7 separate regions of the Mus musculus genome follow, and all the other regions are linked to region 1. A link is a contact called in public HiCAR-type and promoter capture Hi-C data. All regions are on one chromosome and are shown on one strand. The core of a region is the stretch at or near the end of the contact, and the rest is flanking DNA. Distances in the headings are between cores, read along the strand shown.

Region 1 (3,925 bases), core at 999-3,498:
AAAGTTCCAACTTTCTGATGAGACAGAAATATAACAACTTTATTCATACAAGAGTCATCATAAAACTATGGGTATAAACTATGAAAACATGGTTACTTAATGTATAATGATTCAGAAATAAAGATGTAAAGTTTCTACTCAGGTAAAATGCTAGGAAGAACAACAAATGGTTGGATAACTTACAAGTTCCAAACCCTTCTTTGACCCACCAGAGGAAACACAGGACAATAAACTATCAGAGAGCTGAGTGAAAGAAGAGAGGTATGTGCTTGTTAAAAGCACAAAGCAAATGACAGATACTAACATTTGTGAGAAAACTTATCAGACATTTTTAATGGACTGTAAAGGCCAACAATGGGCTGTGCAATTGTACAGGGCACTTAGGAGCACCAAGGGAATCAGTCATTCACAAGCTCTTCACAGACCTGAGAAAGTCAAGACCAAGGGGAAGACAATAGCACAGCAGAAAGGCAGGTGCCTTGGGTGACTCTTTCCCCCTTATTTTTCATCAGAGCAATGGCCTAACAATAGAGGAGTTGAGTGACAAGCCTCTGAGTTTGGTGGAAACCCACTGTGGCTGGCAAAGAGAACAACAACCAACCAAACCAACCAAACCAACCAAACAAACAAACAAAACAAAAAGCATTCAACTTCTTTTTGGAACACAGAAGTAAGTCAAAATCTATACTTAGGGACAGATTGAGATAGCCCGAGACAGCTCTCTCCAATATCCAAACCTGAACTCTGGGCACAAGACTGTGTCTCCTCTCCTCTTGCCCAGCATAGTTGAGAATTTAAAACAGTTAAGTTTCCTGAACTCACTGACCCTCTATTCTAATTGTTCTGCATTTTATCTCATCATGTCTGAAACAGGCTGTCTAAATTCAAATACCATCTCTGCCATCTATTAGCTATCTGATCTCAGGAAAATTACTTAACCTTTCTGAAATACAGCACCTTTGTCTATATAGGTAAGCTATAAAGCATCAATGTCACAAGTCTTTGTGATAATTAAACAAACTAACATACACACAACACCAAAATGCCATACAACAGAAAAAAAATACTAAATTGTACTGTTCACTTAGCATTAAATGACTATTTTTTCCTAACCTTTCTATCACTAATTCAAATCTTTATCAACTCTTACATTCATTGCTGTCCTTACCTAATTGGATTTTCTCCCTTTAAGCTTTCTATATCCTATATATTCTTTGTACAGGAGGCAGAGGAGGTTCCTCTATATGTCTTTCTCCTGCTAACATCTAGTATGAAATTAACAGTTTTACAACAGCATCCAAATTCTTCAGCATACACGACTGTCAAAAAGGTTAAATACACTGTGTCACACTGAAAGTCTCAGTTTTAATTTCTTAATCTAACATATGAAACCAAAAAGCTATCTCATGTTCACATATCATACTGCTACACATTACTAATTGGAATTAATAATGGTCAGATATATTTATCTTGGACCTTAGAAACGTTTTCCATTGTATCATAAAATAATATGCTCGTTATGTGACTGCTGGAAAACTGTAAACTGATATATTCAGTCTCAGTTGTAACTGTAAAAATAAAAACCAATCTCTTACAAAGATACGAAATATAAAGTATGGGTATTCCTTCTCGGAGGAAAATGTTTTCTGAGTTAACAACCTTCTTAGCTGGATTTCCACTTAGCTTTTGTATTTAAAAAACTTCTAAGATTTTAGATGTTACAATTTCACCAACTTCACCTTGGTATCTTAAAATGTTGGACGTGGGGGCGGGAGATAAGCACGGGTTTTATTCTTTAACCCCTTTGTCAATGAAAATATTGTGTACGCACACTGTACCAAAAAGCTTCCTGATTTCAAAACTGGCATTGGTTGCCTCCTCCCTCAAACTCGTAAATATCCTAAGAGAAACTTGCAATTGATGTTAATCTGTGAACTCTAGGTTGAAACTTCTCAAACTCCTTGCCTGGGCTACTCAATAGCATCGCTGCTTAACGAATAGAGACCAACCGTCCCCAAAACACTCAGCAGCATGAGGGAGGACTTGGATCTGTTCACGTCTCTTCCCGATAGGGATCGGTCAACACTAACAGTACGTGTAACAGCATTTCTGCAAATCTGCACCAAATTTTGCAGTGAAGAGTCCTCGTTATATTTACCCAGGGTCGGCCCGCAGCGAAACCCAAACCTCCCCAAATTCACTCACCAGCAAAACCCGCGGACAACTAAAGTCTGGACCTAGGCGCCTGTGACGTCATGCACGCGCGCGGGCGCGAGCAGCTTAGTTCACGCATGCGTACTCCGCTAGAATTGCAGTGTGGCTGGCCGGGAACTCCCGGGTAAACAAGAAGAGGAAGAAGAGGGCGGAGCCACAGCAAGCTGTGTCTCAGCCACCAAGGCTGCTTGCCCCTCCGCTCCTTGGCTCACGCGGATTTCCGGTTGCCCAAAGGAGACAATCCCCAGCCTGCAGGGCGAGCCGGACCAGTTTAGGATCAGCCATTAAAGGCTAGCCACACAATCCAAAATAAGAGTCTTAAATCCTGTAGCAAGTGAGAACTCTATTCTAAACCAGGCTGGTTCCAGATTCCATTCTGTCGACTGGAAGCCCCTGACGCTAAAGCTTTTATTCTAAGTTAAACATTCAAATACGACTTTTCCAAGGCTATAAATACATGATGGTGATGATGTTATTTGTTTTATAGCACTTTGGTGACATCTGGGGTATTTTCAGGTAAACTGAAGAACCTTGCCATTATTTTCTAAAGCTTTCTTCTCTTTCCCCACTCCCCGTGTTCATAAAATATAAGTGAACCAGGAATAACAACTAAAGTGGAATTCAAGGACTGCCCATTAGAGGAGTATAATAAGGCCCAGATCCATACTGTTAGTCACTTCACACAGTTGTGAAATACTATTTATCCGCTAAGTTTAGCCACTGTATGGATTTTGGATCCTGTGCACTTTGGTTGAGAGCAGGGAACCGGAAGATTCTTCTAACTCCAGCTGAGGTCCTGGAGGCAGCAACTTTGGCAATAAGCAAGCAGGGAATCAGAGAAATTAACAAGAACCATCAACCAAACTGGTGACATACTGGTCAAGAGAACCGTTATTGCTGGTGATAGCTTCATTATAATAACGGGTTAACATTCTTCGGGAGTGGGAGGAACAAACATAAGCATACTTTGAAGCTTATTTCAAGTGGCTTGTGAACAAAGTCCCCCTTTCCCAGGAAGAACAACCCTTTTTCTGAGTGAAATGCACAATTGTTGTTTTACGAATTCCCGGTCTGTTAAATAAGCTGCTGTACTTGTGTTTTTCACAAAGCGTTGCTTTCGCTTCAGAATTAATCCCCCATCTGATCTGTGTCTGACTTCAGACAAAGCCTATACCCAGTTGGTGCCACATTCACTTCCACCACAGTCAAATCCCGTCTATCCTCCTAGTGCATGGTCATGTTCTCCTCATTACTTTCTCTCAGTATTTAAACACATTCTTCTACATTTGAAGTTTACTAGGAGCAGGGATAACGGTTCTATTTTACAGCCAAGACTGTATATAATGGCTGCTAGCTTTAGGAGCTAAATATTCATTGGATGAACAATACTCCAGGGAAAAACATGTTTCTTTTCTTACCTTTAACATCAGCCTTTCCATCCTTCCCAAACCCCCAGCTGATTACATGGAAATGTTCCTTAACTAAAACAGGAATACTCTGTGTTGCTAAGCCAAAAGGAGATACTTAGTCTCAAGAAGTTTTTTACTAAGTCCAAAAGCACTGTGGTTTTATTGTCAAAATTTGTAAACTCATCTTATTAGCCAAGGATTTTCCCAAGTTGTGTGAGTTTTCGTTCTTTATTTAAATTATTTTTTACAATAAAAAATACAATTACATCATTTAGCTTCTTTTTTTTTCAATCCAACTACAC
Region 2 (3,925 bases), core at 842-3,341, 2.7 Mb after region 1:
CTTTGGGTCTTGTTTCCTCTAACCACTCATGGTTTATGCAGTGCTTGGGGTCAAATCCCCACATTCATGCATGCTGGACAAGCACTCTGCCATCAAGCCATAGTCCCAGCTCCCTCCCTCCCTCCCTCCCTCCCTCCCTCCCTCCCTCCCTCCCTCCCTTCCTCCCTCCCTTCCTTCTTGATTGAGACAGGGTTTTTTTTATTTTTTTTTTAAGATTTATTTATTTATTATATGTAAGTACACTGTAGCTGTCTTCAGACACTCCAGAAGAGGGCGTCAGATCTTGTTACAGATGGTTGTGAGCCACCATGTGGTTGCTGGGATTTGAACTCCGGACCTTCGGAAGAACAGTCGGGTGCTCTTACCCACTGAGCCATCTCACCAGCCTGAGACAGGGGTTTTTTGTGTATTCCCTGGCTATTCAGGAACTTGTTCTGTAGACAAGGCTAACCTTGAACTCAAGAGACCCATCTACCTCTGCTTTAATGCTGGACTCAAAGGTGTGGCCATCACACCTGCCTTATTCTTGAGCGCCTCTCTTTGTCTCAACTGTAGAGGGCAGGGCCAACACCTGGGATTTAGTAACTACTTTGTCATTTGCTTGGATGTTTTAATATTTCAGTACCTATAGATCAAGTGGACCTTTTGGAGTTTTGCTGTTACCCGCTTTATCTGCAGAGAACTTTGTGACAAGGAAAAGTTATGACTTCCAAACTTACAGTGACCAGCAGAGAGGTCAGATCTATCTTGTTCTTACTGGTAGGCACACAGGGCCTCTGCTTTTTCCGTTTCTTGGCTAATAAGGTGGAAGTATATGATTATTGTGACATAAGAGATAACTGTCTATATTTCTCCACATGATCCTCCTAAAATCCTTGTAATTTCGGGCCTGTGAGATGGTCTTGTTGCCATGCTTGATGATGTGAGTTCAACCCCCAAGTCCCAGATGGTGACAGGAAGAGCTGACTTCTGCAAGTTGTCCTGTGACTACTGCACTTTCACCTTACACACACACACACACACACAAGTCCCACATGGTGACAGAACTGACTTCTGCAAGTTGTGCTGCCACTACTACACTTTTACTTTAGTGTGTGTGCACATGTGCACACTTAGAATATGAGAGAAAACATTTGCTGTTTGTCTTTGGGTCTGCCTTGTTTTGCTTAACATAATTTCTAGTTCCATCCACTTTCCTCCAGATGTCATGATTTTATTTTTATTTTTTTATGGCTGAATTAAATTCCACTGTGTATATAATTCATTTTCCTTAGCCATTCATCTGTGAATGTATAGGTAAACTGGTTCCATTTCTTAGAATAGTGCAGCAATAAATGTGAATGTACAAATGTTTGTGTGGTGTGTTGACTTAGAGTCATTTGGGCATGTAATCAAGAGTGGTGTATCTGGGTCGTACGGTGCTTTGAAGAACTGATGTACAAGATGGCTCCACTCGTGGCCCACCAGGTGTGGGTAAGGATTCTTTCCCCATATCCTGGCTATCTTTTTTTTCCTTAAGTTTTCTTTTTGAAAACGATTTATTTTATCTTTATGTGATGTGTGTGGGTCTGTGCATGTGTGTGCTGGGGCCCTGGAGGTCAGAAGAGGGTGTCAGATATCCTTGGAAATAGAGTTACTGGCTCTCTGATGTGAGTGCTGGAGCAGGAATAAGCAAACACTCTTAACTACTGAGCCATCTCTCCAGAATCCCTTACCCACTTTTGATACAGGGTCTCATGTGGCCTAGGCTGGTTTTGAACTAGCTATGTAGCTGAGTCTCATGCTGGGTTTTGTTGCACCTTTAAGGCAAGAAAAGTATGTTCAATCATTAGAAATCTATGCTGTGCACATTAGAATGGTCTGGTACCTGGCTTCAGAACTAGTTAAAGACACTGTAGTTTCCATCTCAGTCTACCTAGGCTTCCAGGTAAGTCTGCCAGGCTTCCTTGTCTTGGCATGGTTATTAGTAATGGTCTGTTGGCCTGATATGAGTGATGGGGGTGGATGGGAGCAACAGTCAGCACAGGGAGACCGAGTGCAGGAAAGTGAGTGGTGGTGTAGCTCCCAGAGAGCAGCATGAACAAGAGAGGCGGGCTCCGAGTGCCCTGGGATGACTTGATAGAAGGAGGGTTGTATGGGCTCAACAGCCCGGCTTTGTGTGATTCTGGCCAAAGCTTTGCTTGAGAGGTTTTGCTGCCTGTCTCATGCAGTTACTGCTAACTGGCAAGAAGTAAGGAAGGTGGTTTGTAGTGGAAAGAGGAACTTGTGAATTTAAATGTCCATGGTTTTCTTAGAAGTAAAATGGGTTGGGAAAAGTCACATGTTAGTTTTGGTTGGTTTGAAAATATCTTTCCAGAGAAGATGGTGTAAGGGACAGATGTCTTGACAGAGGTAAAGTACGGAAGATAAAGGGCAGGTGAGCTGGCGAAGCACAGTGGGAACACTCAGAGGACGCATGCAAAGCTGAGGTATTTATCTAAAGACCAAGGGTGGCTGGAAGTTTGTTATAAGAAAAAGGAAAGAGGAAGAGGCTTCAAAGCTTTTTGCTTCCAGTGATGTCAGCCAAGTGTTCAACCTCATGAATTCTGTCCCAGGAGGTTCATTGTCCTATAGCCTTAATACCAGCAACATTTTTATTTGGGCAACCATCCAAGGCATAATCATTGTGCCAAGTAAAATTTATCTATTTACCCATTAGGGGATTGTCCTAGGCTTTAATGAGAAAAATAGTGTGTGCTATTCCTCTATGTATATTGCAAGGTAGAGGCCAGAACCTGGGTCTTGGGGTCCCACTGGGATCTGTTATTCTGTGTGCAGTAATTACTTGCATTATTGCTCTTGGCAGGTGAGGCCTTTTACAGCCCAGAGGCCAGGAGGCTGCTTCTGTTACTTAAAAGCTAAGTTACCTTGTTAAACTCCTCTCTGGTGAGAGCTTTAGAATCTCTCTAGACCTCCCATGAGCTCTCTCTAGGGTACAGGTTCAGCACAGGTTAAGGCTGCCCTGCCTTTGTATAATTAGTCATAGGCATTCTAGCTCTGAGTAGTGGAATAAAAATTTTAATTGAATTCTTAGGAGTTCTTTTAAAAAGTTGAGTAGCAGCATGTCTGTGGGAGAAGCCAGGAATGGGGTTAAATGGCAAGGGGTTTGTACTTTTATTCCTTTCTGACACTCTGCCTTGGACTTAAGAGTAAGAAGAATTCTGGGATGACATGCTAATTCTTCATTGAAAAGACTGTCAGGTCTATGGTAGGTTTGTGGTTTACACTTTATTTTGAAATCTAAAGTTGACGATCAGCATTTCAAATAGGGAATGTTTTCAAATAACCTCAAGATTAAGCTTTTGTAGATAAGTTTTGTACAAGTTGATGTATTTCTTCTTTTATTGTATTATGAACCCTGCACATAAAGCAAAAATAAGCATCTGGTGTTTTTTTGTTTTTCGAGATAGGGTTTTTCTTTATAGCCCTGGCTGTCCTGGAACTCACTTTGTAGACCAGGCTGGCCTCGGACTCCGAAATCCGCCTGCCTCTGCCTCCTAAGTGCTGGGATTAAAGGCGTGCTCAGCATCTGGTGTTCTTGAGATGATTCATTGAATATTATGTTCAGTAATCTAATGTCCTTTAGTGCACATAGCTTTACAGAAACAAGAACAGTAAATGCATGGACTTTGATTTCTCTATCATATTCGGTGTCCCTGGTCTGTTCACTTGGCTGTATGTGGTGCACAGGTCCTCTACCCCCATTCAGTCACACTGATTGTTGGCTGTTCTGTACCGTATTTTGCACAGGGGCAGGACGAGGGCAGTGCTGTGACTGAGAAATTAAGAGATGCCTGACATGGCTAATAGCACAGTAGCTTTTCCCTCTCTGCCCTGGACTGGGAATGGCTACTGCACTTGGTTTTGGATGTGGCCCCTGGAACTG
Region 3 (3,925 bases), core at 827-3,326, 2.7 Mb before region 1:
TAAGAACCAGATTGTCAACTCATCTTCCCTACCCCTGCATACAGAGAAAGAGGTGGGGGGAGAAAAGAGGGAGAGGAAGGGGGAGAGAGAGAATAAATAAATCTTTGAACATAATATCTTTTAAAAGAAAAGGAAAGGTCCCTCTAGCCATATTATCCTGATTCCATTAAGCTCAGGAGAGAGTGGGCAGTGTAGCTACACGTGCACTGGGTGTTTTAGAACATAAATCAGCCCTTTAAATCCAGCCAAAGTACACTAAACAGGAAAGGGAAGCACTAAGAGTCTCACCTGAGTCTGCAGCAGTGGATCATTAACCACACTAACCAGAAGCCAAAGTTTCCAACAGGAGACAGATGAGAGGAGTTTGGCCCCCGACCTGGTCCTAGCACCTGACTTTACTCATTTTGTGCATCATCTACACAATCCGACTAACTCTCCAGGCTGTTCGAGCCTTCATCCCACTAGTGAGCTGAGCCAGTCTCACATGCTGTAGACAATAAATGTGAAACGTTTCCCATCCTGCTGTTTCCCTTAATGTAAGAATAACCACACCCCTAGTAGAAGACACTACCTATCCTTTGCCGCCCTATGATAAATTATGCTTCTCAGGGAGAAAGAAACAAAAAAATTACAAAGCCTGTCTTGAATGCCACTCTTTGGACACGGTGAACATGTAAAATTCATTACCGTTTTAACTCTTTTATTTCAACAAGTTTAAGACGTGTCTTCACATTTTAGCATCCCTGAAGTAAGAATGCATCTTAAATTGAAGACAGCTTACATTCAAGAAATGCAGGAATTGTGATAAGACGTGTGGTTTTTCTAGAAGATTGGGGAAATACCGCCCATAAATAATAAACTCCCTTGTCTTCCTAAGTCACTTTGCAGAGTGACAACCAGATTGCACAGCCAGCAAGTTCTGAGCCCTAGGTCCACTCACCTTCATGGGAGGGAGGAGTGGATAGCAAAATACAGGAATTCATGACCACATACACACACACACACACACCCCACACACACACACACACACACACCAGGCCATCTGTGTTTTGAATAAAGAACTGGAAGGACTGTATAAATCATTGGTCATTCAGTGTGTTGTACCGAGCCTCACCACAGCTACACCTTGTCCAGATTCTCACAATTCATGACCCATAATATCCAAGAAATGACAGTCTCTACAGATTTAGGAACTATTTCATTTATTCATTCATTCTTTCTGTCTCTCTGTGTGTCTCTGTCTCTCTCTGTCTCTGTCTCTCTCTCTCTGTCCCTCCCTCTCCACCCCCCCCACCCCATTCAACCATGCAGAGTTGGTTACAAAGTGTGTCCACAGAGCTCTCTCCTTGAGCACAGCCGCCCAGAGTATCGAGAGTTTTGGACACAACTTGTTTAACTTTTTCATGCCCATCTCAAACGGATTGCAGACAGACCCAGCCAACCAGGTCTCTCTCAGTCACAGTTACTAGCCCTAAACCTGCAGCTAGGACAGGGAAAGTTTGGTATCAGAATTCCACCCAGCCAGGGGGACTAGGAGGAGATCAGAAAGAATCTTGCTCTCTTCATCAACCACTACAGGCAAAGAAGCTTTCAGTCCAAGAATAAATAAGTTATTCACTCTGCAACTTTAATTTTAACACTGACCCGTATTGTCTTCCTCAGCAACAGACCACAACCACCAGAGCCCACCTGCCAAAAAGTGCATGCCCCTCCCCCTTTCTATTCAGAAGCCGTAGAGCTGAGCCTGAAGCCCTTCCTCCCCCCCAGCAAAGCTGGGCAGCGATGCCTAAAGCTTGTGTCACCTCCCTAGTTCTGTCACAGTGAGCTTCGAGGTCGCCCCGCGGCTTTGGGGCGGGAGGCCGATTTCTCGACTAACAGCTGGAGTCCCGCGGCTGAGCTGGGAGCTCCAAGTGCATCCTGCAGGCAGAGGTCGCGCCTGCATCCGAGTCGCCCTCCCGGCCCCCTTCTCACCTTGTAGGTTATGGATCAGTCCCCAGCCACCCAGAGCTCTTGAATCTGGACCCTACAGACTGATTTCCCTGCAAAAAAAATTGACTAGGGGGGCGGGGGCCCAGAAGGAGGAGGAGGTGTTTGCTCAACTTTTAAGTACGTCACAAGTCTTCCTTCCTGCAGCCAATCAACGGTAGCTTTGAAGGAACAACCTTCTCTCCTACCAATCAGCGGTGCTGCCAGGTACTAGGTCATGCCCTGCCCCTGCTCTACCCTGAAGTTCATCTGCCTGAAAGATCTCTGACCCTAGAGCTTACTTAGCTCATGGCATCGGGTTCTCCCTAAATGGCTATTGATCAGGTTTGTAACTCCCTGTGGCAGTAAGCCCACGAGGGTAGGAAAAAAACAGCAAAAAAAGAAATGTCTGGACAGTATCTACTAAGGAAATTTGCATATCTCCTGGAAAAACGTTGCAATTGCTTGTGTCTTGTTTGTTTTGCGAAGCACACTTTACAGAGCCTTTTCACAGCTTAGGAAGCTCAGCCCAATGGAAGTTTTCTCGTGTTTTAAGAATCCTAATAGCGGAGGACCTGGAGAGCACGGGGTACAGTACACTCCATTCAAGGAACAGAAGTTTAGGGATGACAAATGTATTACAATTTCCAGTATTGCTGAAATGCGAGTTTCGTAAAGACTAGCCTCAGTGACGGCGGAGCCTTGGGGTCATAGCCAGAAGGGTTTGACCCTCCTGTTTCACAAGTTCCTCCTCCATTTAGACTTGTTAGAAGGCAAGTTTCTGAAAATAAGCCCAAAGTGCTGGATAGTTTGTGTCAATTTGATACAGGCTAGAGTCATCAGAGAGGAGGGAGCCTCAGCAAGAAAAATGTCTCCATAAGATCGGGCTATAGGCAAAATTGGCGATTCATGGGAGAAGACCTATTGTGATTGATGTTATCCTGGAGGTCCTGGGTTCTGTAAGAAAGTAGGCTGAGCAAGCCACTGGAAGCTAGCCAGTAAGCAACACCCCTCCATGGCCTCTGCAACAGCTCCTGCCTCCAGGTTCCGATTGAGTTCCTGTCTTCATTACTTTTGATGATAAGCTGTTATATGGAAGTAAACTAAACCCTTTTCTCCTAGTTGTTTTTTTGGTCATGGTGTTTCATCACAGTGATAGACTCCCTAACTAAGACAAACTGACTAGACAAGCTGGTACCAGAATAGTGGGGTATTGCTGTGAGAGACCAGGCAGGCAGACACATGCACATGTAGGTGAAACACACATAAAATAAAATAAATCTTTTTTAAAAGAAAGAAAAGCTATTGAGTGTTGAGGTCTCAAAGGGCTGTTTGGTAGGAGTTTGGAAGATAAGAACACTGAGGACAGTGCAGACAATGGAGGTCTGGCTTGTCAAGTTTCAGAGAGAAATTTAAAAATTCTACCAGGGCCATTTGTTATTTTGAATTAAGATGCTCTGGTTCTTGTTAGCTGGGGCTGACTAAACAACAAGATACCAGAACTATTACAGTGAAAACTTTACTTTGCTGGAATATTTAATGCTGGTCAGTTGGGGCGGAAAAGTTAGCAGTGATTAAGAAGGGGCCAGCATCCCTGAGGTGATGTCTTCTGTCAAGTGTTTCCTTGGAGTCAGCATATAGATGTGTTCTGGACATGGCCAAGGTTGTACCTTGTGCTGGTTTTGAAGGTGTTCGTGAAAAGAAGCTGAGGTTTGGCACTGTATGGCCGAGTTGGGCCCTCTGATGAGAGCCCAGGTGAGCTTAGTGGTGAAAGTGCAGCCCAGATGCAGCAATATATCCCAGCATTTTGGAGATGTCAGCACTATAAGTTGACCACCAAGAACAGAAGCAGCAGTGGAGTGGAACCTGCCACAGCCTTGAAGACATGCTGTGTGTGCTGCAGAGAGCAGAGCTGGAGAGATAACCCAAGCCCCCTTGGACGAGCCCAGAGGGTCACGAG
Region 4 (3,925 bases), core at 597-3,096, 2.5 Mb after region 1:
AAAAAAAGGAGTGAAAGCAAAAGCACAAGAAACATATATCGATGCAGAGACATACACGGTCACACACACAAAAATCCATAATACCAGAAACTACAAAGCCAGAAACAATAGTGCATAAGCAAAAGACTCATAAGATTAAAAAAAATGCCCAAAGCATTATGAGATAAATCCACCAAAAAATACTACCAAGAAGTTTCTTTAGTGTTGGCAATCTAGCTGGGTGTGGGTCTTCCCCTTAAGAGTGGTTTGTATATAACTCTTCTAGAGAAAACTAAATTTTCATTTACAAGCAGTTATCAAATGGAGATTGCTTCTGGGTTAAGAATGGGAGCTTGTGTCAGTTTCCTTCACACACTGGGACCCCATCTGTTGCAGACCTGCACAGGCCCTGTACATAATGTCACAGTCTCCATCAGTCTTGCTTTGTCTAGAAGGCCTTGTTTCCTTGGAAACTCTCTCCATCCCATTGACTCTTACTCTTTCCAAGGAGACGATTTCTTAATTAAAGATTCCTTCTCAAGGAGCTGGAGGGGATTGCAACTTCATAGGAAGAACAACAAAATCAACCAACCAGACCACCCAAGAGCGCCCAAGTTCTTAACCACCAACCAAGAGTACACATGGAGGGACCCATGGCTCCAGCTGCATATGTAGCAGAGGATGGCCTTATCTGGCATCAGTGGGCTGGAAGGTTCTTGGTCCTGTGAAGGCTGGATGTCCCAGTGTAGGGGAATGCTATGGCAGTGAGGCAGGAGTGGGTGGGTGGGTTAGCACCCTCATGGAAGCAGGGGGAGGGAGGATGGGATGGGGGGTTGCAGAGGGGAAACCAGGAAGAAGGATAACATTTGAAATGTAAATAAATAAAATAACCAATATAAAAAAAAGAAGAGTCCTTCCCAAATGAGGTTTCATCACATTGACATGAAACTAACACAAATACTTTTTAAAAAAACTTTTTCTTTTCATTCTCCTTTGAAAAAGTGTCATTTCCATAAAAATATCCTTTGGGAGCTTGATCTACTCCACCGAGTGTTCCAAATCCTTTGAGAGGCTAAGAGGAGGTGACTGTGACCAAAGTATGTTGTAAGCATCCAGGAAAACAACATAATAAAGCATTGTCTAATTAATATATGTGAATTATTAAACATAAATTACTAACAGGAAAAATGTTAATGGAGTTTATCTCTGGGCAAAAGAATCTGAGTCAAATTTCATATTTTATTGTTACATTTTAGGGAAAAAATTAAGGTGAGGTTAAATAAGTCTATATTTGTATTAAATTCAGGAAAAAGTCATTATCCATGATCGATAGCAAGATGCAGTCACAGGTAAAGAGATGTGCTTTATAGCATTTACATAGAAAGCATCCTTCACCAACAGAGCAGAAAGCAGCTATTTTTCCCCATTACCTTTCTCTTTTGCCTTCTAATAGGTGACAGATGGACTGACTGTGTTAAGTGGGAAATGGATGGGCGCTGTTTCAGAGAAGGAGTCCAAACAGATTCCTTTTAATGGTAACAGAGTTCCTCTAACTGTTGGAATATTTCCCACTCCGAATGAAGAAGGCTCGGGTGTGCTCAGAGAAGCTCTTTCTGTAACACACAGAGCCACCGCGCTTAGCCCTAACGGCCCTCAGTTCCATGGACTGCTCTTCTCTTTGGTTGATTGGCAGTTACGTTGTAATAAAAAAAGGATTCATACTTTAGCTGTTCTTGGTTCAGGTTTTTATTTTCCTCACTTCAACTCTTTAAAATGTGTTTCCTCTAACATCAAACTACCGTTTCTATTTTTTAAAGGTTCCTCATTTAGATTTCTTTTACGTACTTCCTGTGCATTTAATGAGTCTCCATCCTTTATAGTTCTGAGCCTGTCATCTCTGAGAAGAATGAGCATGGCCTTTTATGGGACTGACTTATACCAATCTAGCGAGCTAGATGAAAGCTCGCCATTCTATTTCTCCACAATTTCCTACCCAGAAAATGACTCTGTATGTGATTTTGTTAGACTAACATTTGAAATCCCGAATATAGACATTTTTCTCCCTTATGCTCATTTCTGTCGTTTCCCAAATACTGAGCTATTGTCTCCCCACTATGATTTAGTGAAGTGCGGTGCAGAAGGAGTCAAAAGCCCTTGACAAGCCCCGAGTTCTGCTACTTACTGATTCCATGAATCACTTAACTTCTTTGAACTCCGATTTCCTCAGCTGTAAAATGGGAGTAATATTAACTACGGTCACCGAGGTTACAAAAATACCAGTGTTGCAGAAAAGGCTAAGTGATCTACTTCTCCTTCCGTGGTTTTCGCCCTCAATCAGGGTAGTGCTCGGTAACCAATGGAAACGGGAAAGGGAGCGATTCAAAGTAAATAGTCAGCCTTCCAAACAGAGCGCAAAACTCGCCCTTGTCCCGTTCTTACTGCCACACCCACACCCCATGTTTCTGTCTCTCTGCCTTTTTTTCAGTTTGCAGCCTTTATTTGGGTGCTTTGCCTGGGATGTTTTCAGCTAGGCCTGGGAAGAGTTCCATACTCAGAGTGTCTTGCTGAGATTGAAGTAATGGCAAAAATCCAAGCGGGTAAGGGATTGGGGAAAGCATGGGGCTGGAGAGCTAGCTCAGTGAGTTGAGATTCTTAGAGCCAAGCTCCCCTGTTGAGCTCAACACCTGGAACCTGAATGATAGAAGAGAGAGAGAAGCAACTCCTCCTACAAGTTGTCCTCTGACCTTATAAGGGCTTGCCCATGCCCCAATACACATACATACATACATACATACATACATACATACATACATACATACACACACATATATTATACACAATTAATTAATTAATTAATCTTTTTTTAAAAAAAGAAGTACAGACTGGCAGCACTACCGACTGACTGATCTATCTAGGCTCCAGATGTCACAGGCATGTGACAGGAACTCTGAGACAAAGCTAGAACAGATCGATAGCCTCATGGGTATGGCCACACGGAAGGTGAGGAACAAATGGGCTGTATGGAACACATGAATGGCAGGGCCCAGGATCGACTCTGAGGACGTTGACTAGTCGAAGAATGCACATTTAGAACACTCTGAGTCTTGGAGTAAGTGAAGAAACAGAACAAAAGCAATACTTCTAAGCCACTAGCACAGGACTTTGAAATGAGTTTGACAATAACAGGTGAGTTAGTGGTTAAGTACAAGGCCTGGAGGGATGTAATTTTGTGGCTATTCTCCCTTATGTCATTGTGCAGACTAGAGATCTACCTGGGACTGGAGAGCCGGCTCAGAGGGAAAGACTGCAGCTGCTCCTGCAGTGGACCAGGCTTTGGTTCTCAGAGTGCTCACAACCAGTTGTAACACTCATTTCAAGTGATCTGACTCCCTCTTCTGGTGTCCACGGGTACCCATGCAGTGCATATAGGTCTGTGCCGGCAAACCCACAACCATAAAATGAAATCTTTAAAGCATCTGTCCATTGAAGAAACTCAAGTTTCTTTCCAATCCCCTAAAAAGATCTGTCTGGTACTTCACACAATATTACATCAATTGTACTAACTAACTGCAAGTAACAGTGGTTGAAAAGCTGGTATTTCATCCAAAGTGTAGATGGCTTCTTTGCAGCTGACACAGGAATGTGGAAATTCTTTGATGGACAGTCCATCTTTTCTTTAGTCTTTCATAGTTTCATATACATAGAGGATGTGCTAGATGGCATCATCCCCACTGTCCTCTTATCCCCTTCCTACCCAGCTGAGCCCCTTCTTCTTCCTCCAAGAGCCCCCACTCCCACCTTCATGTCTTCTTTTGTGACCACCCACTACATTTAATTAGGGTTCCTTGGTTAATCATAAATGTCAACTTGATAGATTTAGAATCATCATGGAAACAAATGCCAGGCCATATCTATGAGGGATAATCTAGATCGGGTTAATTGAGGT
Region 5 (3,925 bases), core at 500-2,999, 2.5 Mb after region 1:
AATACAATACAATAAATTCTATCCGAAACATTTAAGATGTTTTTTAAATTCAAAAAGTCCACTTGTCCCTACAGGTTCAATCAACCTTCTTGACCCAAATTAAACTTTTGGCTTTGTTTGTTTGTTTGTTTGTGGGAGTGGTAAACTTTATACTATGGATTAAAACACTTCAAGGGAAAGTTATTTTAACAATAAGAAATTTTCAAGAAGCTGAATGGTAGTAATCACCTATCTCATCTTTACCTTCTTCTTCCATTTTAAACATTCAGAGCATGGAGTGAACCAATAACGAAGCTGCCTTGAAAAAGAAGGGAAAGGAGCTGCCCGACCTTGTGGAAATGATTGACGGTGACACTTGTGGCACTTTCTCTGGGGGCTCAAGCAATGGAGATCTCCAGTTTGTACAGGCTTTTGGCATTACGCGAGTAGTTTTACGCAGGAGAAACCGAGTTACTTAGGAAAGACTTCTTAGAGACAACGCAGAAAGCCGAGTAGCTCTGGTGAAGGAGAGCAAAGACACTGGGGAGAAAAAAACGGACTTACCTGGTTCGCAGCATCCGTGATGATGGTGGTCCGTTTGACAGTATTTGTCCCTCAAAGGCATTTTTAACGGGTGCGACCTATTTTCCTTTCACTGTGAGAAGCTCTTCATTGCGGCTTGGCTGTGGACAGAGAAGCACAAACCCATCACTATCCCTGAACTTCTATGGAGGCTGTGGCTGCAATTTCCACAGACCATCCCACCATGCGCTCTCTGCCCTCACCCCGGGCCCGCACCTTCCGCTCGGAAAAGAAACCGCCGCTCGCCCGGCCTCCGGCCCCACGTCCCCGCACAGGTTCACCGCCCTACCCGGAAACGCAGCGTCCGGCGCGCAGGGCAGCGCAGCGCACGGCGAAGGCCTGGCGGGCTGCGCAGGCGGCTGCGGCCTCGCCGTGCTGGGCGGACGAGCGAGCGAGCGAGCGGGCGGGCGCGCGGAGAGCCGGGCGCGGGACGCGGGACGCGACGGGGCCCCTGCGCGGCTGAGGAGCGGCTCGCGCGCCCTCCGGCCACGCACGTGCGTCGGGGGGTCTCCCCGGCGCAGGTCGGGTCCGGTCCGCGCCGCCAAGTGCGCCCAACTTACTCAACTCCCGGAGCGGCCGGCCGGCCAGCGGGCGGGCGGGCCGCGGCACCAGCCGGGCGCACGACGCGGCCGAGGGCCCCACCTGGCGCAGCCCCGGCGCAGCGCGTGAAGCCGAGCGGGCTTCGGCCCCGGCGCGCTCCCAAAGAGTCCCCGGCGGCGCCGACGCGGAAGCGCCACAGCTCACCACGTCCTCGGGCCGCGGCTGCGGTGGCGGCTGTGGCGGTGGCGGCGGCTCACGGCAGCCCTCCGCGCTCCGGGCCGGCGAGCTGGCGGCGCGCGGGCGCAGGCAGTTGACAGGACGAACCGCCGGGCGCAGCAGCCGAAGGAGCTGGAACCGGAGCAGGCAGGACTGAGGCGCCCCTCGCCAGGGCAACGGCCGCGCCGAGCCCGGCTCCCCTCAGCGCCGCGCCGCTCCACCTGCAACGGTCCCCCGGGCTTTGGAGAGGGGCGGGGAGCCGCGCGGGTCCCCCACCTGGGGCCTTGCGGGTAGCAGATGCTTCGGGAAACTTTATGGAAGTCAGTCCCGTTCTCTCGTGGCCGCCCCTTCCCCGGACAGCCCGAGCGACCGCCGTGCAGAGAGGGTAGGAAGGGGGAAGCAGAGAAGTCTCCGGCTGCGACAGGGAGCGACTGACTGACCCCGGACGGAGATGGGGCGAGGGCAGGAAGTGACAAGCTCACGGAGTGGGTGGGGGGAGTGTGGCCGGCACGCCCGGCAGCGCGGCGCGCATGCGCTGGGCGGGCAGCCCCGGTGGGGAGGCGACGCGCGGGGCCGGCCTCGGGCGGAGGAGGGTAGACTGCGGGGTTGGCGGGCGCCGAGGGCGGCCGGGTAGCTGGCGGGCCTCGCCGGCGCGCGCCCGTGCGTCCTCCCGCCGGCGGCTGCGGAGCGACGGCCGGAGGCTGCGTGCGCCCGGAGGTGTGAGAACCAGAACCGCGGGCGCGTCTTCCCCTCCCCGGGCACGCGCCGCTCGCTCGGGCACCAAACTGTTGCTCGCGCTGCTGCGCTTCGGCGGATCCGACCCAGGCAGAGTTGGGGAAGCGGAGGAGAAAAGGAGGGACTGGGAGCCCGAAGTGGACTGGATCGGGAGAGCTGTCAGGTGCTGGCTCGCCAGCTGTTGTCCAAGTGTACCTCCTGGAACTTGGGACAGGAGAGTCTAAGTCGGGCTCTGGGAAAGAACGCGATTGGCAACGTTCTGAGGGTGCAAACCTGGAAGTGAAGTTGGGTCACATGGCTAACACGCACTTTCCCTCTTGGGCACCAGCATCCTGCTTGGAAAATCCCCGAAGATCAGATCGAAGATGGCCATCTTCTGTCAAATCTACAAACCTTGAGCTGCTTTTCATATCCAGTAGCTGCTGCCGCCACCTTCTTCCCAACTCTGAGATGGAATTCTTGCCCTTGCTAACTTCACTCGAATAGGTGTCAGCTATTGGTCAGGGTTTTGTGAGAGCTCCCATTTGACCTTTTTTATCTTCTCAGGATGAATGAAAACCACAATTAACTAACTTCCAGTTTTCAAGTTCCAGTTTTGGAGCTTCTGAAAAAAGAAAAGTTTAGGAAGGAAGGCACTATGTGTTTGTATTTTGGGTTTTTTGTTTTTTGTTGTTTTGAGATGGTCTTGCTGTGTAGCTCAGGCTTGCCTGGAACTAGCTGAGTAGCCCAGGATGACCCTGAAATCAGGATTCTCCTCCTGCCACTATGCACTTTCTTTTTCAAAGCTGGGGTTACAGGCTGACACCACACTAGGCTCTGTGTTTGTGAAGAGAAAAATCACCAAAATCAATTTTCAAAATTCCAAAGGAAGTTTGTAAGCAAATGCAGTTGTTACTATAGGACTGTTGAATGGAATACTTGCATACGTCTTGTACGGTTGGAGCAGAATAGAATAAATGTTCTGCAGCTACATAGGATATTATATTATGATCTCATTTTCTGTTCCATTGTCAAGAATCACTACCCACATGAAGCAAATGCAGATTATAGGTCAATATGCTATAAATGGCCACTTCTATGTGGTGGTATTATGCAGCCAATAGAAATCATATTTGGGGGTTGGAAAGATGACATTGTCAGTTAAGTCTGGTCAAGAAAACCTGAGTGTGATCCCAGAACACATGGTACAAAAACGTTGGAGGTGAACGTTCACCTGCAATTCCAGTGCTAGGGAGACCAAGAGAGAAGAATCCCTGAGGCTTGCCAGCCAGCTGGCACAACCAAACGGATTAGGTCCAGGCTCAGTGAGAGCCCCTGTCTCAAAAAGTAAATTGAGCAATTGAAGAAGACATACAACATGGACCTTTAACCTATCCAACCAACAAAACTATCATGTGTAATATTAACTATGTGGAATATGCTTAAACCAAAAAGATATATTTTTGAAATGTGAGAGATGCTGTACTTGGAATTATATGTGCTTTTGTCTGAATGAAGCATATGTGATTTTAATAAAAAGAGTTTTTATTAATCTATAATTTATCTTTAAGTGTTCTGTAAATAAAATTAAAATTCCACTCTTTAAAAAATGACTATATTATCTGAAATGGTATAAAATAATGATGCACAAAAAATATGATACAAAAATACAAATCACTCAAAACTGCAGTGAGAAACTGAAAGGAGAGAAAATGATCAACATTGGTGATAGCTGGGTGGTAAATTTTTAAGTAAAGCATTTTTGTTTCAAAGGATATTTACCTTAATTTGACACAATGAGTGTAATACATGTATTAAAAATACTAAAATTTTATAAGCCAGGGAAGTATTATTTGTAAGAATTTAAATGTTTTCTTACCAGGTGTTAGTGTTA
Region 6 (3,925 bases), core at 994-3,493, 2.4 Mb after region 1:
CCCCCTGAGGTACAGAAAAAAAAAACTTGCTTGGCATGTTACATGGGCACGCATGGTAAACAGTGAGAGAAGGGTCCAGAGGCTGTTCAAGAACTAGAAAAGGGTCAGATGGTGCATGGTTTTGTGAGCCATGGTAAGGGGGTTCAATTTTATTCTACAAGCAATAGATGATTTGATTTAATGGATGAGAAAGGTCACTATTACCAGGTTATCAAAAAGGTACTAAAGTATGTCAAAAGTGGTACCCGAGAGACCAGGCATGAGAAAATATGTTGGTCATAGCACTGAGTTTGGAAGGAGACAAATTAAAGTCAATTTTAAGTCAGGCATGATTGTACACACCTGTAATCCAGGGTTTAGGAGGCAGAAGCAAAGACATTGTTACAAATTCAAAGCTAACCTGTTACATAGTGAGTTCCAGGCGAATCAGCACTATGTGTACGAGAGCTCCTTTCTCAAAACAAACAAAAACAAAAACAAAAACAAAAAACAAAAAGGCATATTTGAGCAATAAAACTGATCGATTAAGATGGGTTGCTTTGTAAGGAACTAGTCATAAAAGTAGCAAAGATGACCCCCAAATTGTTGCTGAATGGTGACACCCTTTACTGCAACTGATAATTAAGAGGTGGGGAGAATGATGGTACAGAAGAGAGAAAGAAGAGAACCTGAAGTTTTTCAAAAAGCAAGAGGGAGTGAGACTCAGGGCACTGAGAGAAGAAGGGGCTCCCTTCACAGTCACAAAATAGATCAGTTCCACGCACTGTAGTAGGGAGCTGAGGAGCTCTGTCTATAACTCTTAGTTCTCAGGGAAATATCAAAACAAACGGCACATTCTGGGGAGATTCATGCAAAGAAACAGTAGGTCTAAAAGTGAAGGACTGAGACGACCATAGGAAAAAACACCAATTTAGGATTTGCAATAATGTCTTGGAAATTGAACAGGTTGGTTGGTTTCATGATTTCTTCTTAAACGAAATCCGTTGTTACAGTCTGGCTAGAGCAAGACAGAAGTTACCTATACCCAGGGTTGGATATTTTTTTGCTAGAAAAATAATTTCGAAGAAACTGAGGTTTGAGAGTGCTGAGAGAATTTGCATTTCGAGGCATGATTACGATAATAGACTGTAGAATCTGGGCTAGTCAAGGAAATAGAGCCAAGACATGGCCTACTCAACAGTAGAAAAATGAGGTCAGCAAACAACTCAGGATAGGAAGGTGGTGGTCAGAGACTGGAATGTCTGATGTGTCAGTTCAGATCCTAGCAGCAGACACCAAGACAAAGGTCACTGTGCAGCAGTTGTGTTGAGGGGACACCTGAGAAAGACAAAAGAAAGCAAGAGGAGAGCAGAGATCTTGAAGAAGCCATAACGCAGGTCTGACATACCTAGGAAAGGCTAGAGGGGATACAGACTGAAGCCGGGAGTTCTAAGGAAGCTGTGGCCAGGAGTTGAAGGGTCCCCAATAGCTCACTGAGGGACCATGAATGTCACATGATTGGGCCATCACGACTTTAACTGTGACCAGTCACTGGGAATAGCCCAAGAGAAGTAAGACATCCATGTATAGCCTGGGACAGAGGGCCTGGGAAAAAAAGAGGGGCTAAGCCAACAAGCCTTCCCGGAGCAGCTATGGAAAGGCACGGTCCTGTGGTCACCGGCGACAATATTCTAGAGAGGATCCCGTTTCTAAGGATGGTGAGTTTAGGATGACGAGTCCTTGGAAACAAGGACTAATTCCACAGGGAGCAATGGCTATTGGCGATAAAGTTACAGGAAGGGGAAAGCCTGACGCTTGAGTTCAATTATAGATGTGCATGATACAACTCTGGGTTGTATCATGAATTTGGACCATTAGAATCTTCTGGCAGATGGGAGTGGGAGGTGGAGCTTGATGAGAGCTTAATGAAGAAAACGATGCTGGCTTTGAAGAACTAATAATGGAAAGAATCTGAAAGGGAACAGAGAGTAGTTACAAGAAATAGGGAAACGGAATCATGTGCGGTGAGGTTTTTAAAGAAGCCGGGGATTTTGCAGGCGGGCTGAAGAAACGCATCGCACGGAGCAAGGAGTGGCCCGGCGTCCCGCGTGGCAGAGCAGGCTGCGGCAGCAGCGGGGGGCGAGCTGAGGCGCTCCGACCAGCGACGACGACGCCGAGGCGGCCGTGGATGCAGACGACCTGGGCGCCCGAGGTACGGCGGTGCGCGCGGCCGCGGGAGCGCGCGGCGGCGTCACGGGGCGGCTGACCTGCCGAGGGCGCGCGCCGCGTGCTGGCGCTCCCTGGCGGCGCCGCGGAGCTTGGCGCGGCAGCTGGAGGCGGCCTGGCGCGTGGTGACGGCGCCCGCGGGCGGACGCAGGATGGCGGCGCTGCGGGGCGACGGCTTCGCCAGGCTTCGGCCCGCACGGGCGCAGCGAACCCCAGGGAAGAAAGACAAAGACACGCCGGTTAGCAACGGGCGGGAACCGCGCAGCCCGGGGCCGAGGCGCCGCGTCCCCACCCCGCACCCTTCAGGTAAAGCTGCGCCCAGGAGCCCGGCACCCCGCGGCACTCCACAACAGGCAGGGTTGCAGGCATCAAACCCCAGGTAGCTGATAACCCCTGACCCAGAAAGTCTTTTAAAAAATGTTCCCTTAAAGCATAACTACAAAATTTCAAAGAGTGTCCACTGCAACATAATAGAAAATGGGGAAAGAAGAGGAAGAAAAATTGGAAAATGTTCATCTCCAAACATAAAGTATCATAATCTTATAGCACAAACTAACTTGCTAATAAGATGTTGTGAAATACAGTCCAACAATATGAAAAAGCAGTCGAGGAAAAATTCCATTTCACCAGCATTTGCAGGGTATGAGGGTATGTATGTACTTCAGTATTCAGAGAACACAAATTTAAACGTGATGGAGAAAAACCACAACAGTGTGTTGTTACCTTTCGGTACTTCAGATAGTCTTTATTTTCATTTTATTTGTAATTTCCAAATTTACACAATAAATGTATTTTACTATTAGAATAAAAAGTTAATGACTTTTTACTTTCGTCCCACTTATGAATTTATAAAGCTAATGTTTTCTAGGGTAGCAGAGGGGTAGGCATAAAGAGCTTTTAAGGAATGGGTTCGACGACATGGCTTGTCTTTACTCTAAGCGCTGTATAAATCACAATATTTCAGAGTATTTTGTCCCGTAAACTTTTAACAGTGAATCAAAAGCACTGTCTTTTATAAAATTATACTTCATCTTATTCAACTCATTTTTACTTGAGGAAAATAAAAGTTTTCTGGTCTTTTTGCAAAGTTAATTTCAACTTATAATTAATATGGACTTGGGAGCACGGTATACTAAAAAACAGAAAAACCTCCCATGCTTTTGGAGCAGACATTTTAGTGAACGCCAGTGTTTCAGTTTCTGTAATGGTTTCTACTGAAAGCACTCAAACTGAGAAAGAATAAAGGAACTATTAGCTAAATATGGATCTTTTAGTTATAATGCATTTTATAACTAAATGAGCAAATGACTAAATGGAATAATTTTGCTAAATTATTCCAGGAATCTGCACATGGGATAATAACATAGACAAGTGCCCAGGGCTTTGTTATCAGATAGAAAATCCATTGTAATATAAGCTTCAAAAATATTTTAAACTAAAGCAACCTCAGTTGTCAGATGGATTCTATTCAGTGATAAGCAAATCTAGGGTTAGGTGTTTGTGGGAATGCGCTCGCTTTGTTGCTTAAGTTGATGGCATAATTAGTCATACTGCCCTGAAAGTTTCCTGCCTTCTGAAAGTTTTGGATAGAATCATCATACCTAGAGGTATAACTTTAGTAAAAACAAACAAACAAACAAACATATCACATGTCGGAAATAAAATTTATGAAAAGAACAAATCCCAAGAAACCAAGCATTTGTTGTTAACTTCCTTCTTG
Region 7 (3,925 bases), core at 1,002-3,501, 2.3 Mb after region 1:
AAGTTCCCAGAACAGCACAGACTCCTGCCTTTCTCTTTGGTTTCCCACCCAAGCTAGATGTTAAAACCCTATTTCTGAAACCACCACAAGCTTTGTCAGCCAACTGCCCTCTGATTGGATTTGATCCTGCGTTTTGTGCCGTAAGCCTGGTTAAAACCACATGCCTTGGAAGGTCATAGTCCTTCCGAGGGAAATCACGATTGGTGTTTCACCAAGCAAACATAAAGTTGATCCGTCTTTTAAGTCTCTAGGTGTACGTCTTTATATAACGACTTCTCTCAACCCCGCAAAGAAAAGCTTCTGTCTGCGATGAGATATGCTAAGTGCAGAGACTCATGGCTTCCCAAGATGCTTTGACTGAGGGACAGGTGAGGGCTTAGCCCTAAACAAGTCATGTCTACCATCCTTTCAGTGCTTCGGCAAACAATGATGAAGGGACAATCTTAAAAATAAAGTCGGGATTTTTTTTTTAACATAGGTAGCTAAAAGGTAGGGAGGAAGGAAGGCAGATTCCTCCCATCCTCTAGATACAACATAAGTGATGCAATTACAAACTCACAGCAGCTGTGATTACTCGCACAGGACCTGCACAGGACAGAGCCGCTCTACAGTCAGTCAGGGATAACAGAGGAGCTCATGAGCCCCGTCTCTTACTGCTGAACTACCAGCTACTGGTGGACTCTGGCAGAGGAGAAGCCACTCAGGATGGAGACAAATAAAAGAAGATAAATGGGAGCTATAGCTCATCGGATCTAGGAAGCAGTCTCTATTTCATACAGGTTTAAATTTGTAACAAAACCTTATTGTGATCGTTGTGGGATTCAGAAATGAGACTTCCAGTGGCGGGCTGTTTGGACTTGTTGTCTGTCAGCTAGCTACGTGTTGGTGCCAAATAAAGTACATAAATGATCAAGAACTCAATAATAAAGCCCAAATAAGCTATTTGAATCTGCCCAAGGTTAATAATCAAGTGACTCATGATTACTGTTTGGCTGAGGGACCTAAATGAACCCACAGCCACGACAGCATAAGGCACTCCAATCCTCCCTGACAGATGTGCGGTAATGTAGGAAAATAGAGGAAAATTAACAACCCGCAGTTAAATCATGTAGGTCAGACTGGGGTGTCCTGGGGGTGTGGGAAGACAAGATCAAGCTGGTTCAGGGAGGATGAGGAGAGAAGAAACAACCTGTGGGTGACAAGGTTGTAGGACACAGCTTCTGCTTCCAGAATAGTTCAAAAGAGCCTTAACTGAAACATGAATTTCTAGATGTAAAGTGCAACCAAAAACGATCAAATCATGAATCTCCTTTTTATATTTGGAAACAGAAAAAGAGTGCCCGTTAAAGGAAGAGTCAGGTTCAGGCTATCTACTGCCGTATAACAAACTCCCTCCAAACTAATGGCTCTAACAGTTTTTGTGTCTCACAGTTTCTGTTGATTAGGAATCCTTGATAGCTGATGGCTGGCAGTCTCTGCTAGTTCCTTGCTCCATGAGCCTCCCAATAAAGCAGCTCACAACACATCAGGGTTCATCATATTAGTAAGCAGGAAAGAGAGCAATGCATGTCAGAAAGATGACAGCCACAGCACTTTGTAACCTGATATCAGAATTGACATCACATCATATTTGTCATATTCTGTTCATTAAAAGTGACACGCTAGTTCTAGCCCACACTCAAAGGAAACTCAGAGATTATATAGGATGGAGATGCAAGAAAACAGGGACTATGGGGACCAGTACCAGAAGTCTGCTGCCTCAGGTAGACCTGCGATCGGTGAGTGGAAACATTCCTATTGTTGCCGAAAAAAGCTAGCTCTTTGTCAACAAAAAATGCTTTGTACATGGTACAGTCACTTTCCATGAAACAGCTGCTGACAGGGTTTCAGAGTTGGATACCAAGCGACTGCAACCCACTCACCGAGGGCAAGGTCTTTAAGCTTTCTTCACAGCTGTGTCTTGTTGCCTAAAATTAGAAGAGGATAAAGACTCCCTTTTCTCAGAAGACAAAAATGGAATTTCCAGAAAACCAAGACAAGTTCTGGGTGTAGTTGGTTTTTGTTCTGTTCTGTTTTGTTTTGTTTTTTATATGGTTTTTGTTTTTGTTATTGCTGTGTGTTGTTATTTTATATGTTTATTTGGGAAGGAAAGTGGACATGGTGGCAAGCAGGCAGGCTATAGGAAACCCTGGGGGCTGCAGGGAACACACTGGGACTGAAAGCAGGTTGGAGTGTACCGTGCAGTCGCTATGGAAACAGTGAGAGCACAGGGCAGTCAAGAACTACACAGCACAGAAGCTAGAGGGCAGATCTGCATCCAGATAACAGGTTATGAAAACTGAGAACTTGGGAGGGAAACAGAGAAGTGATCTTTCTCCCAAGGATGTATAAGTGGGAGAGTAATCTGAGACTCCCCCTCCAATTTTGTACCCATTCATCTCTCTCTCACCTCAGCTTTTCTACCTCTGCCCCCCAACTTCCTCCTCCCATCTTCCTTTCTTTCCACTTTCTTTGTTCATTTCTTTCCGCCCTCTCTCCTTCAGTGACCTTTATAAAGAACAGAGGGACGTTTTTATGTGTTTGACTTTCAGAATAGAATGTATCTTATTCTCTGTTCCTAAGAGAATAACCTGCATAGTTGGCTGGCTACTTGTTAGGAAACTTTGTTTAATTTCACTTTGTTATTTCTAGTGTGCTGATTACCAATTGCTTTCCCTTCCATCCAAAGCAAAAGTTTGTAACCTTGCTGAGGACTCTCATGTGAGCTGAGGTCTGGCTGTCAGGATGTAAGAATGCTCTTATTAGTACATCTCTCCAGTTATGAAAGGGTTTGTTGTTTTTGTTTTTGTTTTTTTTTTCCAAAATCAGCCCCAATCAGAAAATAGAATGACTTATCCAATCTGAATTAAATTTAAAATTAGGTGATGTAATGAGGGAAGATCTCTTACACTATGAAGCTAGTACAAAGAGACTCTTTTCTGTTGCAAACATTATGGCAAATGACAATCAAGAGCTTTATAGTCATCATGGAGCAAAAAATCTATTCAACTTTCTAATCTCAGACTGAGAGAAGGGAGCCTAGATTTTTTTTCATTTATTATTTTATTTATTTACATCCTAAATGTTGTTCCCCTTCCCAGTCCCCCCTGGTGGAGTTCTTCCCCCAATCCCCTCTTCCCTTCACCTCTGAGAGGGTGCTCACCTGGGCATGCCCCTCCCTGGGGCATCACATCTCTACAGGAATTGGCACATACTCTCTCACTGAGGCCACACAAGGCAGTCCTCTGCTACATATATGCCCAAGACCTTGTACCAGCCCATGTATGTTCTTTGATTGGTGGCTCAGACTCTGGGAACTCCCAGGCAATCAGATTAGGTGACATTGTTGGTCTTCCTATGGGGTTGCCATCCCCTTCAGTTCCTTCAATCCTTCCCTTAACTCTTCCATGGGGATCCCCAACATCAGTCCAGTGTTTGGCTGTGGGTATCTGCATCTGTCTCAGTCAACTGCTCATAGAGCCTCTCAGAGGACAGCCATGCTAGGGAGCCTAGATTTTTAAAGGCCTAAAACTAAACCTTTCACCTTAATTCTAAGACTGTTTTAGCAACATGTGCAGGGCCTCCAGCTGCTACACTTTGAGGTGTAATCCTGTAGCTTGTCACTGTCGAAGTTTAATGAGAACAGTGTGATACCTGAGTGTCACTGGCTCATCCCTGCCCAGCTGCAACAAAGGAGGGACTTCACCAATGCTACCACCAGGTAAGACCAGAGCATCATCAAATCAGAACCATTTCTTGAAAACCCAGTGTCCCATAAATGGTATATATTTATATACTTCCTTGAGCTCAAGCCTATCTCAGGTAGGAATCTTATAAATTGCATAATAAACAGACAATACTATGCTCTCCTCAGAGACTACAATGT

Evidence for each region. Promoter capture Hi-C pulls out the DNA fragments that hold promoters and counts their contacts. HiCAR-type assays count read pairs that join an accessible place to other places.
Region 2: a contact with region 1 is called in a promoter capture Hi-C map of pre-B cells. The contact joins the enhancer-like site here to the promoter of Pot1a in region 1. A contact is called at or near these places in 6 of 39 promoter capture datasets (the 3T3-L1 cell line, the C10 cell line, the HPC-7 cell line and 3 more) and 3 of 115 datasets of contacts at active chromatin or transcription factors (astrocytes, extraembryonic endoderm stem cells and large pre-B cells).
Region 3: a HiCAR-type map of astrocytes shows a contact between it and region 1, with 2.9 times the contacts expected there. The contact joins the promoter of Aass here to the promoter of Pot1a in region 1. A contact is called at or near these places in 2 of 39 promoter capture datasets (both in liver) and 1 of 115 datasets of contacts at active chromatin or transcription factors (astrocytes).
Region 4: a promoter capture Hi-C map of hippocampal neurons shows a contact between it and region 1, with 22 times the contacts expected there. The contact joins the enhancer-like site here to the promoter of Pot1a in region 1. A contact is called at or near these places in 5 of 39 promoter capture datasets (the 3T3-L1 cell line, cranial neural crest, hippocampal neurons and 1 more) and 2 of 115 datasets of contacts at active chromatin or transcription factors (astrocytes and embryonic limb bud).
Region 5: a promoter capture Hi-C map of pre-B cells shows a contact between it and region 1, with 10 times the contacts expected there. The contact joins the promoter of Zfp800 here to the promoter of Pot1a in region 1. A contact is called at or near these places in 11 of 39 promoter capture datasets (the 3T3-L1 cell line, the C10 cell line, cranial neural crest and 6 more), 2 of 484 Hi-C or Micro-C datasets (B cells and pre-B cells) and 4 of 115 datasets of contacts at active chromatin or transcription factors (astrocytes, embryonic limb bud, large pre-B cells and 1 more).
Region 6: a contact with region 1 is called in a HiCAR-type map of astrocytes, with 9 times the contacts expected there. The contact joins the promoter of 6530409C15Rik here to the promoter of Pot1a in region 1. A contact is called at or near these places in 9 of 39 promoter capture datasets (3T3-L1-derived adipocytes, HPC-7-derived erythroid cells, cranial neural crest and 6 more), 1 of 484 Hi-C or Micro-C datasets (pre-B cells) and 4 of 115 datasets of contacts at active chromatin or transcription factors (astrocytes, forebrain, large pre-B cells and 1 more).
Region 7: a contact with region 1 is called in a promoter capture Hi-C map of second pharyngeal arch cranial neural crest, with 30 times the contacts expected there. The contact joins the enhancer-like site here to the promoter of Pot1a in region 1. A contact is called at or near these places in 9 of 39 promoter capture datasets (the 3T3-L1 cell line, 3T3-L1-derived adipocytes, cranial neural crest and 6 more), 7 of 115 datasets of contacts at active chromatin or transcription factors (astrocytes, embryonic forebrain, embryonic limb bud and 4 more) and 1 of 9 other capture datasets (embryonic stem cells).

What each region holds. Positions count from the first base shown.
Region 1 is chr6:25,806,970-25,810,894 of GRCm38.p6, forward strand. It overlaps Pot1a (protection of telomeres 1A), which reads right to left and starts at 2,249. Exons shown (of 18, transcript NM_133931.5): 1 at 2,206-2,249.
Region 2 is chr6:28,488,605-28,492,529 of GRCm38.p6, forward strand. The region is part of intron 1 of Snd1 (staphylococcal nuclease and tudor domain containing 1); the gene reads left to right. Among named protein-coding and RNA genes, the nearest start is that of Snd1, 10 kb to the left of the region's middle. Within about 2 kb of position 2,092, at least 39 of the 459 cell types and tissues checked have an H3K27ac peak or open chromatin away from gene starts, as enhancers often do. A contact at or near this core is called in the HPC-7 cell line and pre-B cells, where this site is marked.
Region 3 is chr6:23,130,910-23,134,834 of GRCm38.p6, forward strand. Aass (aminoadipate-semialdehyde synthase) reads right to left here and starts at 2,077. Exons shown (of 24, transcript NM_013930.4): 1 at 1,972-2,077.
Region 4 is chr6:28,317,520-28,321,444 of GRCm38.p6, forward strand. It overlaps a transcript of Zfp800 not described here. Among named protein-coding and RNA genes, the nearest start is that of Zfp800, 58 kb to the left of the region's middle. Within about 2 kb of position 1,847, at least 63 of the 459 cell types and tissues checked have an H3K27ac peak or open chromatin away from gene starts, as enhancers often do. A contact at or near this core is called in hippocampal neurons, where this site is marked.
Region 5 is chr6:28,260,175-28,264,099 of GRCm38.p6, forward strand. Zfp800 (zinc finger protein 800) reads right to left here and starts at 1,750. Exons shown (of 6, transcript NM_001081678.2): 1 at 1,306-1,750; 2 at 544-662. The coding sequence starts at 604.
Region 6 is chr6:28,213,256-28,217,180 of GRCm38.p6, forward strand. It overlaps 6530409C15Rik (RIKEN cDNA 6530409C15 gene), which reads left to right and starts at 2,244. Exons shown (of 4, transcript NR_165173.1): 1 at 2,244-2,511. It also overlaps a transcript of Zfp800 not described here.
Region 7 is chr6:28,140,255-28,144,179 of GRCm38.p6, forward strand. No RefSeq gene overlaps it. Among named protein-coding and RNA genes, the nearest start is that of Grm8, 16 kb to the left of the region's middle. Within about 2 kb of position 2,252, at least 8 of the 459 cell types and tissues checked have an H3K27ac peak or open chromatin away from gene starts, as enhancers often do. A contact at or near this core is called in second pharyngeal arch cranial neural crest, where this site is marked.